Linked DNA regions of Sus scrofa: all the other regions are linked to region 1. Evidence: chromatin contacts called from public Hi-C and HiChIP or PLAC-seq data. All regions are on one chromosome and are shown on one strand. The core of a region is the stretch at or near the end of the contact, and the rest is flanking DNA. Distances in the headings are between cores, read along the strand shown. Region 1 has its middle 29 kb from the start of SYNM. Region 2 overlaps IGF1R (insulin like growth factor 1 receptor). Region 3 overlaps IGF1R (insulin like growth factor 1 receptor).

Region 1 (2,890 bases), core at 128-2,627:
CGAGTAACAGGCGAGGATGACTCCTGGCTTGAGGGTCAGCAACGAAGGTGAGCAAGTGCTGGTCTGCACGTGCTTAGTGCTTGGGAACCTCCGCTAGCGTCCTGCTCCCGCCGGGAGAAGGCAGGTGGCTCACTTCACCTCCCCAGCTCACCTGAGAGGCTGGCAATGGCAGGCAGGAGGAGAGAGTGTGGGAGGGGCCGGGGTAGGAAAGAAATGAGCATCCAAGCTCGTACTAATCCTCACCTAGTACCTTATTAAAGTCCTTAAAGGAATTTGCATCGCGACCTCCCAGCTGACCGTGAACCTGAAGCCCGCATCCCATCGTGCACCCGCCGAGGGTTCACATGAAATCCACAACGGCAGTCACACCCTCAAACTGAAGCCGATTTTCCGATTTCGAAAGCCGGACTGCAGCATTAAAAAAGGCTTTGTTTTCTTCTTCTTCTCCCTCTCTTCCTCCTTCCTCCCCCGCCTCCCCGGGCCAAGTCTCTCCCAGCGCGCACACAAAAGAAGACCCCGAGGCCAAGGTACCGGAACCTGCGGGTTTGTTTACCACTTCGGGCGTCTCGGCGAGGTGCTGCCTGGCACCGCCACCTACCGGCGGGAGTCGGCCCTGCTCCCGGGAGCGGGCCAAAAACTGCCGGCCGATGACCCAACGCCGCAGGCATCTGAGGATAACCTTTCCCCTTTCTTTCCAAGACCAAATAAGGGGGCTCTTCCCTCAGCGTGCTGGGCCTGTGGCGGTTAGGCCAAGGGGCGTGGATTGGAGAATGCAGGAACGAGGCTGACAGTCCGCAAAACAACCGACCACATTGTTCCTGTGGCGGCCGGCCTCCTCCCTCCTCCGGGCGGGCACGGCCCGTGCCCAGGCGGGGCGCTCCCTGCCTCCGCAGGCGTGGAGAGCCGGGCGGGCGACTGGGCAGGGCAGCCGTCCCGGGGACCCCGAACCCCATCGGTAGCACTGCCAAGCCGCTGCCCCCACCCCAAGGAGTGGAGGGCAGGGTGCCCGCGGGCCCCGCCCCCTTGCCGCACTCCCCGCAGACCCTCAGGGCTGTGGGGCCGCAGAAGGGCGGGTCTCTGGGCCCTGGCGGGGCGGGGGGCGCAGACGGAGGGGAGCCAGGCCCCGCGGCCAGGCCTCGGAACCCTGGCATCGCCCCCGAGGGAGGGAGTCACTGGTGGTTGACAGTGTTTGGTAACCACAGAAACCAAGATTTGACCTATATTTTTGAATATGGCCTCAACTCTAGTTTTCCTTCTAGAAATCAAAGGGAGAGAGTCTGACCTGACTTGCTGTTGATTTTCCTCCTGCCCGGCGTTCCAGAATGCCACCCAGAAGGTTGGGCGAGGCGGGAGACCTCACTGGCTGGTTCGCCGTGACTTGGAGGGTGACAGTGCTCTGGGCCAGGAGCAGTGGCTGTACACATTCAGAGCCTCCTACCAACCCCAGGTCCTCCATGACGGTGGGGATATTTCTGGAGGGAAATTGGATGATTTTTACCAGGATTTTAAATGTTTACCATTTAACTACTTCCTCCCATTTCTAAGTTTTATTCTAAGTAAGTAAAGAGAATATGAATTCCGCTGATGGTCACAGCCCTGGTAATGTTGCCAACAACAGTTGGCCTTAACTGAACATTTACTATGTGCTGGAAACTGTTATAAATGTTTTATAAATATCTACTTACAACATTCTGCTGCAGTAGGTATTCTTAATACCCTTGTTTTATGGAGGAGGAACCCGCAATCAAAAGTTAGGTTTTCACTCAAAATCACCCAGCTGGGGAGTGGTAGAGGCAGGATTTATGCTTGGACTGTGGAGCTCCTGAGTCTGTGCCCTTGACCGCAACACTAAATGTTTATCAATGGGGATTTGATTAATTTAGAGTACATCCGTATAATGGAATACTCTCCAGCCACTTAAATAGTGATGTAGATTGGGAATAATTGGCATGGAAAAATGTCCATGACATATTATTGAGTGAAAACAGCTGGTTACACAACGGCGTGTATAACAGGATCGCACAGCTGTGCAGAAGGGCGCTTGTGGCAGTGCTAACTGTGGTCACCTGTGGGTGGTGGGGTTACAGGTGGCTCACTTCACAGGTATGTTTTCCGAATGTTGTTGAGCCCTTTCGGGAAATGAATGTGGGTTATTTTCCAATAAAAGAGCTATTTTATGGTGTGCCTTCTGGAGAAAATATGTGTTAGATAAACGTCATTCAGGCATGAGTTTCAGTTCTGTTGCCATGCATTCAATGCTAATGAATCAACAACATGTTTTAATGTGTCTTTAAACAGAAAAAAAGCTATTTCATTTTTTTAAAAATAAATGGATAAAGGAAATAACATTTCTTGATATGTACACACACACTTGAGATCACTGTCAAGGCTGGGCTCACATCCCACTATATCTCCGAAAGCCTTTCCTGATCTGTAACATTGGAAATTAGAGCTTCCCACACTCCTTACGTGTGAGAACTTGTGTCCAGACAGATATTCAGCTACGTGAGCACATACCTATGTTACCAGCTAAACTGTAAATTCCAGAACGGAGGTGTAGATTATTCAGCTTTGCCGGTACATCCCTTAGCATCTGCCACAGCACTTTTTTCCCCCTATGGTCATACCTGCAGCATATAGAAATTCCCAGGCCAGAGACTGAATCTAAGCCACAGCTGCAACCTATGTCACAGCTGCAGCAATGCCAGATCCTTTAACCTACTTCAATGGCCGGGAATGGAACCTGCACCTCCACAGCCACCTGAGCCACTGCAGTCGGATTCTTAACCCACTGCACCACAGAGTGAACTCCCTGTAGCACTTTACCCATTGCGGGTTTGAATATTTATCAGTAGATTGGTATGAACTCATAATGATGGAGTAATCCAAA
Region 2 (2,868 bases), core at 366-2,865, 340 kb before region 1:
CACCTAGAAAAAACATCCTAGGAGGGGAGAGTACAAATGGACAGCTAGAAGAGAGGGGGTGGGAGGAGGGAGAAATCTAAATCAGATGTGGTGGATAACTTGAAATAGGACCTGTTTCCTGGGCTTAAGTGGTCCTGGAAGTGGCTCTTGGAAATCAGGACAACCACAGATATTGTTTACATTTTATTTGCAATGTACCTTTCCCCCTTTACATTCCCTACAAGCAACTCAAATGCCCCACTGCTGAGAAAGTACACAGGCTGTAGGGTTGAGATGGGCAGAAGGCTCCATCTTGCCCCCACAGGCTGCAGCTCCACGTATGTTTCTGCGATTCCTATAAACCAAGAAGCAGAGGCCTTTTTGCTCCGTGACTGTGACTCGGCATCTGAAGGAGGCCTAACCTCCACTCAGCAAGTCAGAAACTCAAAATCATCATTTTTTTTTCCTTTTTTTTGGTGATAGGGCCTCTCACAAAATATCCCAAACAAGCCATCTTATGGAAAACTTTCTCTTTCTTCTGAGCAGAAAAGCTAAAGAGGACTGGATGTCCTGTGTAACACCAGCTCCTAAAAAGGAGGCATTTTTGAACCGAATGCCACATACTGTATTTTGCCATTTTGCCTACGCTTCCTGCTTGGAGCCTCTGTAACGGAACAGAGAAGCCTCAGACACTGGAGCTGCTCCAGGCCACGCAAACTCCACTCCGCATCTTCCAGGCAGCCCTGTCGCAAATAATTCCTGTCCACTACGCCCCTATCACACTGAATACAACCACATTGTGCAGCTGGAAATGGGAAACCTGATTCACATCACAGAATAAGGTACAAAAACATTTAGTTCAGCACAATGCTGTCTTGGGGCGGGGGGCACACATCTCAAATCTAGGAGTGGGTGAAGGAGTCAAGACCCACCTTGGAAAGAAGCACGGAATTAAAACAGCATTTGCCGCGTCCCGAAACAGTAACAACAAAAAAATCCACCCAGTCCTTCCAGAGCTGTTTCAGCTGCAGTGTTCCTAACCAAAATCAATCTAGTCCATGCACGCAATTTAAAAAGGAAGCATGATCTCCGCAGAAAATGGTGCATGTTGACAAGGCGTGACTTGTCCCACATGGACAGGAATAAAAGGAAAACAAGCCTGGTTGCAACTTAGCCTCCTTTAGTCTGAAGACCGCGGGAAGGAAAAGAAAAAGGCCAGAATAAAGGCAGGGAGACGCGGGCAATGGAGGACGGGACCAGGAGGAGGGTATGTGCCCGACGAGATTTTGGTAAACAGCAGCCTGTAATGGCCACTGGTAGAAAGAAGGGAAAACAGACATGGAGGGAAACGTGTTTACAACTGCAGCGGTGGGCGGGAGGCTGAGCGAGGAGGGAGGGAGGGATTCCCCGACTCTGCGCTCAGCCCGCTCGGCTCCAGTGGGGCCCCAGGGCTAGGTTGTGCTGCGGTGCACCCCCCCGCCACCACCACCCCCGCCCTGCTTTATTGGGGGGGGCATCTTGTTTATAGGGAAGGTTACTCCTCCTCAGCTCTGGTGATCGAGTCCCTAATACTCCTGCTGCATCCTTGCGGGATGCCCGCTTGACTGACAGCTGCCCCAGCCAGTCGCTGCCCAGCCCCCGCGGAAAGGTGGACTTTCCCAACGAGCCGATTGGACAGGGAGGAGGGCGGGCCGTCGTGATTGGCGTGCTACTCCGAGTAGAAAGTAGTAAACAACCTTGGTCCACCGAGGCGAGGCGAGGCAAGGCGAGGCGGGGAGGGCTTGGGATGCCTGCTGCCCGTCCTCGCTCTGAACTGGGGCTGCACCAAGACAAAAGGAACCCACAGTGGGGAGACGACCAAGGATACCCCAGAAAAGCAAACACGAATGGGTGTTCCTTTAGAGCTGCTGGGCTAGAACTGCTGACTTGCAGCTTCACATCATTTTTGTTCTGTGCAAAACCAAAATGGTTTGTTTCTGCTATTTATTCTCCTTCTTAGGGTTTAACAACTCTCAAACCGGAGCAAGAGCCATTTTGGTTGACCTTCCCTTCCTCTAAATTTTCTAGTTCTGTCTTTTCAGAAGTGCTTTTAAACCCCAGTACTAAAAATTGTTTCCTTACACAATGTGCCCTCCATGGCACAGAGGTATATCAGATGCCCTGTTAGACCTTCTGATCTCAAGTTCCTGGAGCTGTGATCTCACTCAGAGCTGTTTGGAAGAGTGTGTGTGTGTGTATAAAAACTGAGATGATATTAAGCTCACTTGACAAGAAATAAGCAGTGAACATGCATTTTCCATAGAGGGAGTATTTTGCCCAGGATAATGTATCTCGTGGTAACGGTAACTCCCCATCTGGTTTGACTTGAATCACAATCCACTCCTCATTCTGGCCTCACCATAAAGTCTCAAAGGACCTTAGCGAGAAAAATCTGCAGCTGCCAGGGAGGCGCTGCTCCCCCAAGCTGGGCAGCTCCTGGGGCTGCCTCCAGGAGGGGCGTGGGCACTTGAGAGACACACACAAACCACCTAACTGAGAGAGAGGACAGAGAGGCTCCTTCCTGTACTAGTGGAGAAGGGAACCAGGAGGACAGATCCAAGAGGGATCTCCACTCCATTTGTTTGCCCACCGACTCAACACTCTAATGGTGAGCTATGTTGCCACCGTGGCCAGACAGCCATACTGATACAAAATGACTCTTGCAGGACACAACTTAGGGTAAACTGACCACCTGGGGGTCGTCTTCATCACCTCCAGGCCCCAGTGTCCAGTTGTCTGCCTGTTCTAATAGCGCCTCCCTACCTAGCAGTCCCAGGGAACTGCATCCTTCAACCCTCGAGTCTCCCCTTTCTGTAAAAAGCCTCCACAGCCTGTGGTATGGAGTTAGTA
Region 3 (3,044 bases), core at 163-2,662, 380 kb before region 1:
TGCGGTGGACATAAACTGGAAGGCACATTTCATCCCCAGGCATGAATATGTGCCAACTCCTTCTCAAACTATCCTACTCCACAGATTTAATTCATGGACTAAATTTTTATCTTGAGGATGGAAAGATGAAAAAAAAAAAAAAAAGGAAGGATTAGGCATTTAAAGGGTATATCCTAGGGAATAAGGAAATTTTTTTTACAAGTTAAGAAATCTAGTTAGAGCAAAAAGAATAAACCTTCAGAATACCATAAAGGTAAGAAAATTCTAGTCATGTGGAAACAAAGTTATCCCTGTTGTGGAGAGGTGAAAGGTATTGTGAAAGTCAAGAGATAACAAAAAATTCAGAAGAACTAAGCAAAAAACTTATTTCTGCCATCTTTAAACCATAAGAATAGAGCTCATTCATTGTACAGATAGTATTAGGGAAAAGTAAATGTCCTGAAAAAATAAGATATTTTTGCCTCAAAAACAGTACAAGAAAAATTTCTTCACAAAAGGATTTAGAAAAAAATTCCTTTCAACCTCAAGGTCTTCTTACTATATTTCTCCTAGCTTATGAACGTATCAGTACCTCCACCAAGTAGAGGAAAATTTAAGGCACTGTTACTAGAAGCCCTTGTCGATTACGGATCAGAATGAAAATATCACTAAATAAGACAACAGGAAATGCTTCACATGAATATATAATTTCTAAGAATGCTATCTGGTGCAAACAATGGCAATCCTACAGACTGTGAGACTGAAGCTTTGATGACATATGTATCTTGTATCTTTTTGGTTCTCAGAAGTAACTTAGAGTAGAGAGTGACCACTTTCAGACTTAATAAAATTTGAAAGTGACGTCATTAAACTCTCCCCTTGGTCGGTCTCTTCAACACATCCAAGTAACCCACACTCTTTGGATTTAAAGCTCTGTGGACTTGGCTCCGGCTGGAGACTGCTGAGTCACACCTCTGATCCATCCATCTCTTCTGGGGTTTATGTGTGCTGGGACATGCATTTCCTGAGTAAGATGAAACTTAAAGATGAAGGACGACCTTCTGCAGAAATAAATGCTGTGTCGATGGCTAAAAACCAGTCTCTTTCTTTTTTCTTTCTTTCTTTTTTTTTTTCGCTTTTTAGGACTGCAGGTATAGCATAGGCTGGGGTTTGAATCAGAGCTGCAGCTGCCAGCCTACACCACAGCTACATCAACAACAGATCTGTAACTCACTGAGTGAGGCCAGGGATTGAACCTGCATCCTCATGGATATTAGTTGGGTTCATTACCATTGAGCCACAATGGGAACTCCCTGTTTTTGTTTTTTAGTTTTTTTTTAAATCTTTGAGGGAAATTCAAAGGAGGAGCATTGAGCATGAGGCTTACGCACCATGTTGTTTTCCTAAACCCATATTTAAGTTGTGAGTCATGGATGAGTTGGAATAAGCATCAGCAAAAGAAAACCAGGAGATCTGGCCATCTCTTCCAGCGAGATGGAATACTTACTGCCGCGTCGGATGTTAATGAGCAGGTTGCCCTTGAAGATGGTGCATCCTTGGAGCATCTGAGCAGAAGTGACAGAATCAATGGTCTTTGTCTTCTTCTCTTCCTCACAGACTTTGGGGCAAGGGCCTTCGCAAGGGATACAGTACATGCTGTTGAACATAACCAACCAAAAACACAGAGAGCTGAGTCCATCTTGTAATAACAAAGAAATCATAAAGCTATGCCTTTATTCTAGGTGTTTTTTACAGCACACATCACAAAAAGCAACCATTGGAAGCATTCAAGTGGCTGCACTGTATCTCATCCCCAAGCCTTCCCAGGATAAGCCACTCAAATTGCAACTAAAAGGGGAACTGCCTACAAAGGAAAAGTGTGCTGCCTGCTTCCAGACAAAACACATGATACATCCTCGAGGCATGCATGTATCATAGGCTGTGACTGGTGAGCCAGCCAGTCCCAAGAGGGAGAAACTGCCTTACAGAAAGGAAGCACTGAGGGCCTCCTAGGAAGAACAGAACTGTTCTGTGATGCTGTGGCCCCTGCTGATGCTTCTGGGAGAGTGGACAGGGTCAGCAAAGGGACAGCAGCATTTCTGCCACTAACAGGAATCTAACTCCTGCAGCCAGTGGCCCAGCAAAAAGCCCAGTGAGGGATTCTGAAAGGCATGTGGTAGAGCGCAGATCCCTTATTTTCTTACTAAAGCACAAGTGAAATAATTTCTTGACAGTGTTTGGCAAAAACTTGTAAATTGATCCAAATGTTGTTTTCGCTGCATACACAATAAAAACAAGGAAGTTCCATTACTTTGTAATGAGCTATTTCAAATGCAATCCAGAGCATGCCACAAACTACCAAGAGTTGGGGACTAGTGAGTGAGATTGGCACTTTTCCTGCTTACCTAGCCTTATTTAGGGAATAGTAGACAGAATGCTAATGCCAAAACAGCACACCACAGACAATCAGAAAGTTGAGAAGATTTCCAAACAAATAAATGATACAACATTATAGGATTGGTGTGCAAGAGGATGGTGAACTGGAAAGCCACTACATTTACATGATTATTCTTGAATGATCTTTCAAACTTCATGAAGACAAGTACAGTACATTCAAGAAAACAGAGTAGGTCATAGCCCTTTGCATTCAAGACCACCCTCCAGCCAAACTTTATTGCAAATCTAAGGCAAAGATGAGGGTTTTGTTTAAAAGCTTATAGATGAATAAAATTTCCTTGCCATTTTCCTATTCCATGCTGGGAAAACAGGAGGCAAGGCTTCCAAAGGAACTGGACCAAACACAGCCATGGAGATTTCTCCTTTCTTGAACATCACAATCAACATTCTCATTTTTAGTAAAGGGGGGCAGCTTCCGTTCATGACTTTGTGTTGTTCTTTTATTGCTCCTAATTTAGCTACATGCCAGATAACAGCCTACCTCCCTTTAAAAAAAATTGTTATTTTGAAGTGATTATAGATACACAGAAAGGTGCAAAGATAATCCAGTTCTGTAAACCCTTCACCTGGTTCCCCCCAACTGTTCCATCTTACATAATGATAATGCA

The links. A called contact is a pair of places that touch in the nucleus more often than the background predicts. HiChIP or PLAC-seq counts read pairs in DNA pulled down with a chosen protein or histone mark.
Region 2: a contact with region 1 is called in an H3K27ac HiChIP or PLAC-seq map of skeletal muscle, with 13 times the contacts expected there. The contact joins two enhancer-like sites. A contact is called at or near these places in 1 of 5 promoter capture datasets (liver), 21 of 47 Hi-C or Micro-C datasets (alveolar macrophages, blood, brain and 13 more) and 1 of 2 datasets of contacts at active chromatin or transcription factors (skeletal muscle).
Region 3: a Hi-C map of embryonic fibroblasts shows a contact between it and region 1, with 2.3 times the contacts expected there. The contact joins two enhancer-like sites. A contact is called at or near these places in 7 of 47 Hi-C or Micro-C datasets (alveolar macrophages, embryonic fibroblasts, fetal heart ventricle and 4 more).

Annotation. Positions count from the first base shown.
Region 1 is chr1:137,825,309-137,828,198 of Sscrofa11.1, forward strand. No RefSeq gene overlaps it. Among named protein-coding and RNA genes, the nearest start is that of SYNM, 29 kb to the right of the region's middle. Within about 2 kb of position 1,378, at least 59 of the 83 cell types and tissues checked have an H3K27ac peak or open chromatin away from gene starts, as enhancers often do. A contact at or near this core is called in embryonic fibroblasts, fetal skeletal muscle, liver and 6 more, where this site is marked.
Region 2 is chr1:137,489,481-137,492,348 of Sscrofa11.1, forward strand. All of the region lies in intron 2 of IGF1R (insulin like growth factor 1 receptor), which reads right to left. Among named protein-coding and RNA genes, the nearest start is that of PGPEP1L, 180 kb to the left of the region's middle. Within about 2 kb of position 1,616, at least 71 of the 83 cell types and tissues checked have an H3K27ac peak or open chromatin away from gene starts, as enhancers often do. A contact at or near this core is called in embryonic fibroblasts, fetal skeletal muscle, liver and 6 more, where this site is marked.
Region 3 is chr1:137,446,654-137,449,697 of Sscrofa11.1, forward strand. IGF1R (insulin like growth factor 1 receptor) reads right to left here. Exons shown (of 21, transcript NM_214172.1): 4 at 1,487-1,635. Among named protein-coding and RNA genes, the nearest start is that of PGPEP1L, 140 kb to the left of the region's middle. Within about 2 kb of position 1,413, at least 6 of the 83 cell types and tissues checked have an H3K27ac peak or open chromatin away from gene starts, as enhancers often do. A contact at or near this core is called in embryonic fibroblasts, where this site is marked.